Regions from separate parts of the Sus scrofa genome. Here region 2 is linked to region 1. A link is a contact called in public Hi-C data. All regions are on one chromosome and are shown on one strand. The core of a region is the stretch at or near the end of the contact, and the rest is flanking DNA. Distances in the headings are between cores, read along the strand shown.

Region 1 (7,302 bases), core at 449-2,948:
ATGCAGACATCACTGTGATATCTTCACCAACAAAACGAGAGGCAAAGAACAGGGGCAAGAGCTGAGTAGGAAAAAAAAAAGAAAACAAAAACAAATTAAAACATCACAAATGTTAAACACATTCATTGCACAATTGATGGTTACGGTTTTATCTGGAACTGAACACACGCACACAGTGCTAATAAATTTCAAATGCCTATTTTTCAGATGGTAAGTTTCCTTTCAACCCAAACTTATTTATATCTTATGAATAAAAATAAAATACACACTATACAATAGCAGTGTAATCTGTGAACACAGTTTGCAAGAGGTTGAGAAAAGAGACAAAGTTTAAAACAGTTGAAAGGAATTAGCATTTACTGGGTTTGTACAAAGTGACAAGAACTGTCTGGGGCCAAATATACAGATATTATGTCATTTAATTCTTACAATAAACTGAGGAGATAGGTTTTATCTCCCTATCCATGTGTGAAGAAGCCAAATCTCAAAGGTCCAAGGACACAGAGCGAATAGCTAGTGAAAGAAGGGTTAGACAACCTTCTTCTATCTCACTATGAAGCTACGCTCTCTCCTCCCAACACGCGGCCTTCTTCCAGCAATTATTTGCACATCTCCCTCCCTGGAGAAGACTGCAACATATTGTAAGATGAAGAGATTTCTTTTATTAGAGTTTCACGTTTTAAAAAAATAAAGAGCCAAATAACCTAAGGACAACTAGGAGGCTTCGCTTTAGAAACAGTGATAAGTTTAAAGAAGGCATATCGACTATGCATTTTCATTTGATCTTATTCCTTATAATTTCTACATCAATCTGAAAACAACCCACACATCCCAGCCTTAAAAAATGGTAAAAGTATTTTTTAAAGCTTTTGGAAATGAATCATGTGGAAGAATTTCAAAATTGTGTAAATGTTAAACTTTAAAGAAAAGTTCAGTTAGAATTTTTTTTTTTTAAGTTTTGGACAATCTTTCAGTTGGTAAAGATTAACTTCAAATGAAGGTGGAAAATACTAGGTTATTATTCACCTCCAATACTTTATTTAAAATTAGCCTTATAAGTGACCTTAACCACTAAATGTCCAAAAATGGATATAAAATTAATGTCTCATTCATTTCCTGACCCTCATCCCACTTGCCTCCCCCCAAATAAAAGTCTGTTCCTAGTCTCTTCTGACCTCCACAAAGAACAAACACATAATCAACAGTAATATATTTTACCAAATCACTCTGCAGTGTATCTGACAGAAATCTGCTTGTACTAACATGCCTAAACACTGACTTCTCCAAACTAAACTCACTACAAAACTAAAACATTTTTCTGTTACCAACTGGAGACAAAAGGGAGGAAGAGGGAAGGTAAGTATCATAATGCACAGCCTGAAAGAACCATTAAACATAAATAAACATGTCATTTTCACGAGTGACTGCAGAGCAGAGAAAAGAGAGCATTCCTTTGGAGCAGACTACTGACTAATAAAAGATCAAAGGTCTATACCTCACAACACTATAAATAAAAATGTATTTTTTTCCTTGTGACCTTCTCTATGAGGAATAAAGTGTGCACGGTAAATGTAATTACTTAGCAAAGCTGCAGCCTCATTGTGCTCCCGCAGCTGACCATAAAATGTCTTCCTATTCTGTTTCATCAACTGCTGTACCAGGCGGCCTGTGCGCCTACCAATGGCCAAGGCCATCTGGCTTGTGTCAAAGCCAGCGCACAGGAAGAAAGGGAGTGATGTCACTCTGCAGGTCAGGCAAAGAACAAAGCTGCATTCTACAATTAAAAGCTGAGGGCCTCAAATACCAGGGGCCCTCCAGCATGATAAGACGGCATGATTTAATGTTCCAACTGTAGTGCATTTATTTCTACCCAAATAGCCAGGGCTCCATCTAGTGGCAAATTAGTTTTGCCCAGTTTTCTTTAAATGCACTCAGCTACATTAGCACCAACAAAGTAGAGTAATAAAGTGACTACTTTAGAGCATTTAGCCTTTTTACACTGAAGAATGCAAAAAGTATGATTTGTCACAGTGTTCTCCATTGCCAAATCTCACAAAGCATGCATTTCATAGGTTAGGATTTGACATACTCCTAATTATTTTAATGCTTGCAGAAAAAGCAGCTAATTTTGCAAAATTGTTACATGCATAATGTAACATTTTATAACATTACTTACATGCTACCCTGAAAATACGCAGCTGAGATGGAAAGTGAAAAACCGTTCTAAAGAATGGAACACATGCATCTGAATGCCTTGGTGAAATCAAACTCATAATATTATACTCTTACAAAAGGATCATAGTTAATATGATTCTAACATGTGACACTAGGAGCAACTCTTCTCTAGAACAGAAAAAGGAATAGTTTTATGTTGAAATGATTTAACGAATTTAATTTTTAACTTAACATTTTCCGCTTGGTTTATGGTTGCAGTAAATGAAATAAAATACTTTGACAAACTAATCTAAAATGCAAAATGCATGTGGATGAAAGATAGGACATCCAATGGATGTGTGTAATCTATGAGATCAGACTGCCTGGGTTTGAAACTTGCCCCTGCCCCTAAGGAGTTGTGTTACTTTGGCAAAGTTGCTTGCCCTCTCATGGCCTCAGTTTCCTCAACTCTAAAGTAACAGTTAGAAGCTCCTGTCATGGCACAGCGGAAATGAATCTGACTAGGAACCATGAGGTTGCGGGTTTGATCCCTGGCCTCACTCAGTGGGTTAAGGATCCGGCATTGCTGTGAGCTGCGGTGTAGGTCACAGACATGGCTTGGATCTGGCATTGCTGTGGCTGTGGCGTAGGCCAGCAGTTGTACCTCTGATTAGACTCCTACCTAGCCTGGGAACCACCATATGCTGCAGGTATGGCCCTAAAAATCAAAAAAAAAGAAAGAAAGAAATTAATTAACTAAGTTCAACTAGTCAAAGGCACTTGGAACAACTCCTGGCACATAATATATGCTCCTAAACATTAGCTCTTCTTAAATGTGCAAACATTTGCTTTATTTTAAAATTATATTAGAAATTTCTAACAGTCTACTTACACCCAATCTACTTATACCTATTTAGAGTCAGCAGGTCATTCTCCAAACATAGAATCCTATTTAGGCCAGAAAACTTACAACTCTTGGATTGATTTCCATGGTAGGAAAAAGATATCCTAAGGATAACAGGTGATGAAACCCTTGCCATGTGGCAGGCACTATTCTGGGCACTTCCCATTCATTAGGCCTTTTAATCCTCAGAGGTACATGTTATCATTTTTTCCATTTTTAGATGTAGAGACTGAGGCATAGGGACATTAAGTGACTGACCTAAGATTTTATGGTAATTTGTCTAAGATTTTATGGCTGGTAAGAAGCAGAGCCCTTAACTAATTGGACTGAATGACTTAACAGATTTCAATCCAAGCCAAGTTCCAGGGCCCATGCTCTTGACCACTACGTAACTGGCAAATGAAAAGCCTGAGGTTATTACCAATCCACTAGAGATAATCTGATTCTATGCTCTCCTAATAGACAATGTGGCTGATAATAAATATTTAATAAGGATTTACTTAACTCAAGAAGATGATTTGATGATTCTCTCTCTTGACACTGACTGAAAAAAGTAGAGCATTAAGATGGAGTTCCTGCTGTGGGGCAGCAGGTCAAGGATCCAGTGTTGCCACAACTGTGGCTGGGATTCAACCCTTGGCCCAGGAACTTCCATATAGCATGGGTGCAGACAAAATAAAAAAAGAGAGGGTTTTAAGAAAGTAAAAAGTCTGAGTTTAGATTTAATCTTTCTGTTCCATCACATGCAACTTCACTTTCCCTTTCACCTTCAATTTTTTTCTGTAAACTCCTTGGATACATTTTTAGGATATATATCCTAAAGATCCCTAGGATTGAGTCTACTTGAATCTACGAAAGCTTCAATATGATACTAATTTTGAAGGTCAAAGAAATGAATAGCTACTCCCTGCAAGGCCCCCTCAAAAAAATTTAAGTTTCAATCAGGCAGGTTTTTTCCCATTGAGCCGCCTGAGCTGCCAGGATGAGGACCCAAGCCAGAAACAATCCCTAGTCCAAAAAGAGGCAAAGTAAGCCTATGCTTCTGAGTGGTAAAAATCTTCGAGAAAAGAATTAGCATTAAACACCCTGTAGAAATCAGCACTGAGCAAAGACCACCTAGAAAATCTATAGTTCCCCAAGTTTATCCTCAGCTTCCTCACTTTTGTATTGCTTTTGACTCAAATAACTGCACAAATAACAGTTATAGATAACCCATGTGATACTTTTTAAAATGCCAGACACAATTTACACAGCTTTCTAATCTCCCAGAATATCTAGTACATCACTTTGAAATTAATTGGTGTTAAAAAGCACACATTGAACAATACTTAATGAGCAGTATCACACTATGTGTTGAGCATAGAATTAAATTACATAATTGTCCAGAGTTCCTGTCGTGACTCAGTGGAAGCGAATCTGACTAGGAACCATGAGGTTGCAGGTTTGATCCCTGGCCTCACACGGTGGGTTAAGGATCCGGCGTTACCGTGAGCTGTGGTGTAGGTCACAGATGTGGCTCGGATCTGGCATTGCTGTGGCTGTGGTGCAGGCCGGCAGTTGCAGCTCTGATTAGACGCTTAGTCTGGGAATCTCCATATGCCGCTGGTGCGGCTCTAAAACAAAAACAAAAACAAAACAAAACTACGCAATTGTCTATAACATTCTGCTTAAAACTTTTAATGATTTCCCCATTGCATACTGCTGGGGTTCCCAAACAATGTTCTGAGAAATAGGCAATAACCCTTCAAACAAATCTAGCAGTGGAAATGCTACCCAATATAAAGAGTTTGAAAGGCTTTAATGTACCTGTTTAACTTTGTCTCAAGCGTTGCCTCTCAGATGGTTTTGATCTTACAAAACCCCTTTCTTTCCAATCACCATCCCACAGAACACATTCTGGTAAATACTCTGGATAATGTCCAAATTCCTAAATAAGGCATTTAAAATTCTACACCAAGCTGCTACCTAATTCTTCAGCCTTTTCTCTTGCCATATCTCCACATCCCACCCCACCCAACGCTCCTGCCATCCTGATGTACTCATAATTTCCCCCAAATAGGTCTGCTGTTTCCCACTTGCACCTCCACATCTTTCTTCTTTTCCGTACCTTACTCTCCTTTCACCACTCTCAACTCCCAACATTCCTAACTTCTCCTACTTGGGTCCCCAGTGAGGCACTAAGCAGCCCCTCTCACACCCCCATAACAATTTTCAGGATACTGATTTGCTTACATCTCTGTCTCCCTCTTCTTGATCATTTAAGCACTGAGATAAGTGTCTTTTTCATCATTGTATCCCAGTACCTGGCACCTAACAACCATTCAGTTATTGAGTGAAAGAATGACTATGTAAAGAACTGATTCTACAGAATTGATTGTTCTGCATCACCATTTCCCACCCTGCTATCTCTGCCATCTCAACTGTTGAAAGTAAGAATCTAAATTAAAACCAGTTGGTTCCTTCATAGAACTTAGCAGTTTCTGTGAAGAGGTAGGAAGTTGAAAGTGCAGCCCGACTTGAGATGCAAAAACAATTCAAACGCCCTGTTTTGGTCAAAAATTTTCACTTCCCCATCTTTTTTTACCCCTAGAATTCTGACATCCAAAATTTTGACTAAAGTTAGTTTGTTAGTTTTTTGGTTTGGGTTTATTTTTATTTCCCTTTACTTTTTTCCCCCCTTGCAGTTAAACAGTAAACTGCCAGAGAGAGATGATATAAACAGGGAAGCAGGGAACTCACAAAGTTGATAATTAGCTCCAGAATAAATGAGCTGATTGCGCTAGTGGATTTAAAGCATCAAACCTAAAGGTCAAATCCTTTTCCTATAAATGCCAAAAGAATGTCTGCATCAGTGGATCTTCACAAGCTAGTAAAATGTCCCCTGAAAACTGCAAGGGCCAACAGAGAGTTGACAAATTTGAATTTTGTTAAATAAAGACAAAATAAAAATAAAAAGCCACAAACCCTAATCCCATCATAATATCAGAAAAGAAAGATTATGTTAACACTAAGAACTAGGAAAGCAATCTCAAGAAAGAGAACATTTTTTTGAACAGAATATATCTAAGTTTTGTGGAAAAAATTTCATTGTTGCTATTGTTCTCATTTCATTATGAAAAGAAGAAACTTCGTTATGGACCAGCATTTGGAAACCACTAATCTAAATGCCTATGAAAAAATTCTATGAAAATATTGTTCTTATGAGCACACTGCCTGGCACCCAGATTATGCTCAACTAATGTTTGCTGAATGAACTGATCATTTAATTATTTACTTCTTAATATCAATAGGCTAATATTTTAATTATCTAGAATAGGCATCCCTTTTGTTAAGCAGAGATCTTATTGCACTTGTTGTAAGAAACAATAAGAGTTACCTTTGTGGCTCAGTGGGTTAAGAACCTGACACAGTGTCCATGTTGATGTGGATTCAATCCCTGGCCTCGCTCAGTGGGTTCAGGATCCAGTGTTGGCTGCAAGTTGAGGCTTACATCACAGATGTGGCTCAGATTTGATATTGCCATGGCAGTGGTGTAGGCCTGCAGCTGCAGCTCCAACTTGACCCCTAGCCCAAGAACTTCCATATGCTGCAGGTATGACCTTAAAAAGGGAAAAAAAAAGTGTTACCTCTAAATGGTTTGGAAGATTGAGGATTCTGAATATCCAGGATTCTATTGTTTCTTTTCTTTCCATAATTCTCTTTTTCCTTCCTTCCGTCCTTTCTTTCTTTCATAGTTATTTTAAAAATAACTATATTATCTCAAACAAATATACTTATCTTTTTACAGCTGCACCTAGAGCATATGGAAGTTTCCAGGCTAGGGGTTGAATCTGAGCTGCAGCTATTGGCCTATATCACAGCCAGGGCAACACAGGATCTGAGCTGCATCTGCAACCTACACCATAGCTTGTAGCAATGCTGGATCCTTAATGCACTGAGCAAAGCCAGGGGTTGAACCCCCATCCTCACGCTATTTCGGGTTCTTAACCTGCTGAGCCACAACAGGAAATTCTAGCCATATATATATAAATATATATATTATATGTATATATAAATTATATATATACTTGTATATATATTATATAAGTTATGAATATATATATATATAAAATGGAAGAATCTCAATATCTGGCTTAACAAAAAGCAGCTGGATTCTCATTTCTGGATTCAATCTGTTGTGATATGTTGTTTTGTTTAAGTATATATATGAATGAAATCTCACCTCACTCAGATAAGTAGATGGA
Region 2 (6,975 bases), core at 2,894-5,393, 460 kb before region 1:
GCATACTTTATGAGCACATTTAAGGCTGTAAAATTCATGAAATTTTTTCTAGTATTCCACAATTGGATTTTCTTCTAATTATCATCTACTTGGCAAAGTACTTAACTTTAACAGCGGGATTTGGTTTTCCAATAATCATGTAAATAAGCACAAAGTAAATTAATCTTTATTATTTTTGAAGGAAATTACAAAGCTTCACCACAGACAAAATGTATAGCTTTGACTCGTTTTTAACTATTTCACAACTGGTGCAAATCTGAACTGTTCATTCTCCCCCTCTCCTCCCCCTCCCGTCTCTGTTTTGTTTCATACATTTGGAATTGTTCCTTTAAAAACAACATTGTGAGCATCTTTGTGAACTTTGTGGGTTAACCGTCGATTGGAAATCTCACCAATATTAAAGGTAGGGAATCAGTCTTGGGTTACCCACCTGGGACAAATCTTTAGGTGCGGAACTAGAATGAGAAAATTACAGGAAGGTTCCTGTGGGCATTGAGAAAGTTGGGAAGACTTAAGAAATCTCACCTTTTGAGCTGCTTTGGAGGGACTCTTGTTTTTGCTGCCTTTGGGTCTTCCCCTTGGTCTCTTAGGAGAGGGCTCACCGGTTGGCTCCTAGTTTCAGGGGAAAAAAATGCTGTTGTGGCAAGAGTGTCTGAAAGAAATTGACCCTGACTCTGGAGTTATATTTTCTGCTGTACTACTCAACAGAACTGCTGGAACACATTCAGTTCAAGCATAAATGGATGAGGATGGTACAGAGTTTACAGAAAGGGGCAATAACTCTACTCTGAATCCAAGGATTCAAAGAGGACTTTCTATTTTCAATGTGAAAACTAGATTTCTATTTCAACCCTCAAAAGGTAACAAAGGCTGACGAGTTTGCATATTCTAGTTATACATTTTTTAAGGTGTAAAACTTACAGGTGATGCATTTGGTAATTCATATGAAATAATATGAAATAAAATAATAATTTTATATAAATGCTATTCTCCATTGTACAGGCATTTCAAACAACAGAAATATAAAGCTATATCATAAATATTTCAACAACCTTCCATACTGAAAAGGTGGTTTTTGATCATTCTGTATCTGCCTTGTAGGTCAATTATGACTCAATCAACACATTGAGTGAAATATTGCAGCAATTATCCAAGTTCTTCAACTTAAAATAACTCCATTCCCCCCTAAAATTTCCAAATAATTATGGTAAATCTGTTGAGGGAGGTTTTGCTTGAATTATCTAGATAATTGCTTCAATTCTCCACTTCCTTTTGGAGATGAAGGAATGGTCTCCACTCTAGATTTAAGTACCTTTTGATAAAAACAAACATTTCTCCAAAACTTTCTTTTGAGAAAACTCTTATGGGGATGGGCTGAAGAAAATTAAATGGGGTAGGGAGGAGTGAGGAGGAATGAAAGTGTCTGGGAAGGAGAAATTAAAACTATCAACGGGTTCAGCAAAACTTTAAATGGCTTGTATGTCAAGCAGCAAATACTCAAGTGGTAAGGGAATGCAATGATTAATATTCCAGATCCTAAATATTTATCCAGTGAATCATCAATTTACAATTCATTCAGATTCGGTGATTAAATGAGACTAATTAGCTTAAAATGCATGAAAGTCTTCGCTGAAAATTTGCATCTTATTTAGTGAACATGGGGAAGGTTTCCTGCAAGCTTCTGTGGGACCACTAGCGCCAGTGGGCACATCCGGCGCAAACACATCGGGGACACATTTTTCTTTCTTTGTGAACTCCGCCTTAACTCAAAGGTAAAACCTCCAATCACCTCCAGACCCCATTGCAATTTCTTTTGGATTATTTTTTGGAGGTGGGGGGCAATTAGTAGAATTATAGAGAGCAGGGTGGCGGGTGGGAAACAGGGGTGGGGGGAGGGCAGTGACTTCCTGGGAGGTGTAAAACAGGATCCTAATGCGGTATAAAGTGTCGCTCGGGCTGAGCGGGAAAACTCCGGGGCCTCTAGATGGGCTTGTTTCCTTTGATGATTTCAAAAAGGTACAACAGTTTTAATAAAACGCGCTGGCAAGCAAACATTGTTCTCTTTCCCCACCTTGCTCTCGGGCAGCTTTGGGACTCTAGGATTATTTGCTAATCGGCCTATTTGCCATGAAGGAAGCGCTTTCAGGCTAAAAAACGAAGAAGAAGTTTTAAAGCCCGCGGAAGCGGAGTTTAAATGTTCTCAATAGACAAGTCCCGCTCCAGCCCTGCCGGCGGAGGCTTGGAAATTGCCGCGAACAAAACCCCTCCGCCCTGGGCGCTGCGCGCAGCTCTGCAAGCGCCGGCTGCACGCTTAATTGGTTGCATCCGCAGACAAAACCCTCCACTCCGCGGGGTCCCGGGCGCCCCACAATTGTCCCTTCCCAACCCCCAGCCACTCGCCCGGGAGAAGCACTTTTAATGTCTGCAGCTCTGAGGCCCGGGATACAGGGGCAAAAGGGGGACTGGGCGCCTGGCGAGGAAGTGACCCTAGCTACCGTGCACCCTCTCGGACACTACTTTCCACCGTGCCCTTGGCCAAACCAGTTAATCCCATCCCTTGGGGACCCAGGCTCTCCTGCAGCCCCTTTCCCGGGACACTTCAGCAGCAGCAGCAGCGGCCCGCAGACCAGCCGCCGCGCCACATTTAAAGAACCTTAAGAGATCCGGGCGGGCCCACGAGTTCTTTGTCGGGAGGGCGCGAGTCTCAGGCCACCGAGAACTTGGAGAGGGCGCCAAGGGGGCGGCTGCGGCGCGCCAGTTCCCGACTAGAGAGCAGCCCCGGTTGGCGGGAGAAAGAGCCTCCGGCCCCCAGGACTTCGGCTCCTCCAACCCTGATCCGCCAGAACACTCCTGCTCCCCGGCCACTGTAAACCGGCTCGGAAAGTGCCTGGCGAGCCCCGGTTTGTCGGACCCGGCCGCTTCCCGTTACCAGGAGACACCGCGCCACTCGGGCCGGCACAATAGCGAAAGTCGGAGGACGCAATTCGCCCGACCCCACCTCCCGCCCGCACCCAGCCGCCAAAGACGGCTCCCCACCTCCCGGCCGGGAGGGCGCGGGCGCCTGGGGCTCAGCCGCGCACTCGCGCGGGGGACTCCGCAGCCCGCCCCCGCGACAGCGTGCGGCGGCCGCGGCGACTGGGCTCCCGCGCTCGGATGGCCGCGCGTCGCGGGGCCCTTGCAGAGGGCTCGGAGGTGGGCTGTGCCCCCACCCCGCCTGCGTACTGACTTGCTGCTGCTTCCTGGGTCGGCCGCGTCCTCTCTTCTGAGGCACCGGGGCGGCAGGTTGTCCCTGGGCTGAAGTGGACGGCTGCCCGGCGCCTTCACCGCGTGCGCTCATCCTGCCTCCCGCCGCCGCCGCTACCGCTGCCGCCGCCGCTCCTACCGCTGCCGCTTCGCCTCAGCCGCCCCGAATCTGCCCAGCACCTTTCGGGAGATTGGGAGGTAGGACTAGAGAATAAGGCAGGGTGGGCTAGAGCTGGCGTGCGGCGAGGGCTGCTGCTGCTTAGGCTGCCGCCGCTGCCACCATCAACACCGGACGTCCAGCGGCTGCCAAAAAGAGAAGAGGGGAGGAGGAGGAGGAGAGAAGGAGGCGCTGCTGGTGGCGGCGGCAGCGGTGGGTGGGTGCCGGAGGTGGAGGTGGCGGTGGCGGTGGAGGTAGTGAGAGGAGGAAAGCGAAGGAGAAGGAAAAGAGGATTTGAAGTTGGGAGACTCCCCTCTCGGTTTGGGATCAAAAGTTGCGATCACCGGGAGCACTTCGGAAGCGGCTTGGAAAGGGAAGAGACTTGGAGTGGATTGTGTCCCTTGAAACGTTAGGCGGGGAAAGAATTCCTCCTCCTCTTCCCCCCCCTCCCCTCTCGCAGAGCAAGAAAGAGAAAGAGAGAAAACAAATAGCGCCTTGGGCAGTCAGAAAGCAAAGGGAGGATGGGGAGATTCTGCGGGGATCGGGTCGCGCACTGAGCGCAGGCAGGGGACGGAGCGGTGGGTGGCACCGCGCCTCCTCGGATGGCGGGAGCAGGCGGCAGCGGCACCGGAGAGTTGGAGGGGGACGGACCGGTTGCTCCTGCGTTCTGCACCAAGCGCGCGCTGCCCGGGCTGGAAGTTTTCTGAGTCCCTGCCCCAGGATTCAAGCGGGATGAGTGTGCGTGTGTGCTTGGGGAGGGGGCGGCCGGGTTGGTGGGGGGGGGGGGGAGTGCCCACCTCTAGTCGTGGGCGGATAAAGGGGAGGGGGCTGCGCAGGAGGAAAAGTATGAGGAGGAGGGAGGCCAGGCGGACCGCCGAGCCAAGGCGCCTGGCCGCGAGCCAGAGGCAGCGTTCTAAATACAACTGCCTCCGCGGCTGCGGCGCCCGGGTGCCACCCGGAGCCCCGCTCACGTGCTCCCGCCCGGCGGCGGGGTTAAAGGGACAGGCCGGGGATCCCGGGCCCGCTCGCCGCCGGCCTCGCCCCGCCCGCCACCCCGAGGTTGCTCCTGGGCAGCTGTCCTAAGAAGGCGCGGGAATGTGGCTTGCCCTGGAGCCGCGTTTAGGGGCTTGGCCTTTACCTGCACCTCCAAGTTGCGTAGCCAATGCTCTGCAGGAAGCGTCTAGCTGCACGGCGGCAGAGTTCTAGTTCCCTGAGAGTGGGGAACCACTGAAGAGGAGCAGCAGCGGCCCCCGGCAGCTCTGCTCTGGGTCGCAATGCCCTACTCGCAGATTGCACGACCCGGCGCGCGCGCGCGATCGAGCACACAGACACACGCAGATCCACACGCACACGTGTATGCAGATACACGTGCACCCTCCCACATGCAGACATAAACACACATGTAAACAAACAGGCGCGCACTTACAAGCACATAGGCACGCAGATACACATGCACACTCGCAGACACGTGCACACATGCAAACAATGTGCATACGGGCACACGGCGCGCGCCAGCCTCTTTACTGAGCTTTTTTCACCCGGCAGGACTAGAAGCGACGTGAAGTCTTCCCTCGGCTGGCGCTGTGCACTCGGGCTCCAACGCTCGCAGGGTAGAGAGGTTGCCCCACGCGGGGATCTCGCAGCTTCCTAACTCCACAATTGCACCAAATGTCCCACTCTCCCTTCAATTTACCTCGATTTAACCTTCTCCCTAGGAACTCCCTTTCTGCCAAGTCCTAATTTTATAGCCTGGACTGTTTCTGAGTTATGTGAACACCATAATGACCACAGTCCGTTTTAAAAAGGTGGAGTACATTTTAAAATGTACCTCTTTTCATCCTTGAATAACAAAAAACTCTGAAAAAATTAGGTTCAGATTTTCACACATCACACCCAAAATTATTTTGGACCATTTCCAAAGTAAAAACTTTCACCCAAGGAAGAATTTTTTTTCTTTCCCCCAAATACAGACCACCGTGGAATAAAAAACGCCTGCTTTATAGCCCTGAGCAGGGAGTTAGGCACCGCCAGGTTCCGCTGTGCCTGTGAAGGAGGTGCGTGTAAATGCCTGCATCGGGCGCGGTGGCGCTGATTGGTCCGCGTTGCCATTTTAAATCCACTTCTAGCTGCCCTTTGCAGAGCTGGGACACTTAGCTGCACGTTGAGTGCCCTACAGAAACCCAGGGTTTTTCATGGGTCTGGGAACGCTTAGTTATGATGGAAAGGAGAGCCCCCATCCCTCCGGATGGAGCCTAGCAGCTGACTGGGGAGGGAGGGGTCTAACAGGAACCCAAGGTTTTCTGCTAGGGCTTGGCTGAAAGATGGTATCTTCATCAAAGAGACTGAAGTTTCATGTGCTAATGATTGCAGTGATACTTCCTAACTGCCAAGTTTGCACATATTTTAATATGATCACATTTGCACAGTGGTGTGCACATTTTACACACACATACAAAATGGGTGTGTTTTTGTTTGCCTGCGTTTTGCATGAACTAAAGATAAAATTGTGAGGATGAATATAGGAGAAATCACCTAAGATTTCACCCAGCCAATTTTAAACTAGGTTCATTATATGCTTGGATTATTATTTTTTTTTAATATGCACAGTAGCCAGCAAGGAAAGGATTCCAGAACTTACTTTTGTATTAACCCTTGCATCTGAGAAAAGCACAGTGAAAAAAAGCGGGGGTGGGAGAATGTCCTGCCACTTTTTTTCAGACCACCGCCACTTTGCTATCAATTCCAATTTTATTTGAATTTTTTCAGTTTATAACCTGAAGGATATGAAACAAATACTACATCAGGTTTTATTTAAATCAGTTTTATATATTTTCACTCCTGGAAGCTATATTTTTTCCAGTTGCTATGTTTCTGTCCTCATTTTTCAACTGCAAATTCACTGTAATCTCCAAGGGTTCTTCCAGTTCTAGTAGACTTTAAAACATGTATAATATCTTGTTCTCTAATTGTGTCCTGTTTATATGTAAATTCCATGGAGACAGGTAGTATTTCTAACACCTCTTTTTTGCACCAGTTGTGGGTAGTGTTCGTATCACAATAGACTTTTTTTGGTACTTACTAATTTACTGCTATGACTGTTACTTTTAGTAAGTTAATATTTTACAAATGTGCCACAGGGTAAGAAAAGCATTAGATATATTAAAATATCTTCAAAATTATTTTGATTAAAAGAAAATGTGATGAAGATAGACGTTGTAAGATGTATTTTATACATAAACAGATTAATTAAAACCAGATACTGTTTTTAACTGACATTTATTGAGCAGAATACATAGCATAACACACATCCATATATTATTTATGTGTATATAGAAGTTAAATAAAGCACAAGATAAACACGTATTTCTGAAAAATATTTCCAGGAATTCCCGTCCTGGCTCAGTGGTTAATGAACCTGGTATCCATGAGCATGCAGGTTTGATCCCTGGCCTTGCTCAGTAGGTTAAGGATCTGGTGTTGCCGGGAGCTGTGGGGAGCTATGGTGTAGGTCGCAGATGTGGCTTGGATCCTGGGTTACTGTGGCTGTGGCATAGGCCAGTCGCTGCGGCTCCGAT

The links. A called contact is a pair of places that touch in the nucleus more often than the background predicts.
Region 2: a Hi-C map of fetal heart ventricle shows a contact between it and region 1, with 2.9 times the contacts expected there. A contact is called at or near these places in 4 of 47 Hi-C or Micro-C datasets (embryonic fibroblasts, fetal heart ventricle, fetal skeletal muscle and 1 more).

Annotation. Positions count from the first base shown.
Region 1 is chr5:29,724,782-29,732,083 of Sscrofa11.1, reverse strand. The region is part of intron 1 of MSRB3 (methionine-R-sulfoxide reductase B3); the gene reads right to left. Among named protein-coding and RNA genes, the nearest start is that of MSRB3, 33 kb to the right of the region's middle.
Region 2 is chr5:30,185,689-30,192,663 of Sscrofa11.1, reverse strand. HMGA2 (high mobility group protein HMGI-C) reads right to left here and starts at 4,143. Exons shown (of 5, transcript XM_005663957.3): 1 at 3,227-4,143; 2 at 526-612. The coding sequence starts at 3,337. All of the region lies in intron 2 of LOC106507220 (a long non-coding RNA gene), which reads left to right.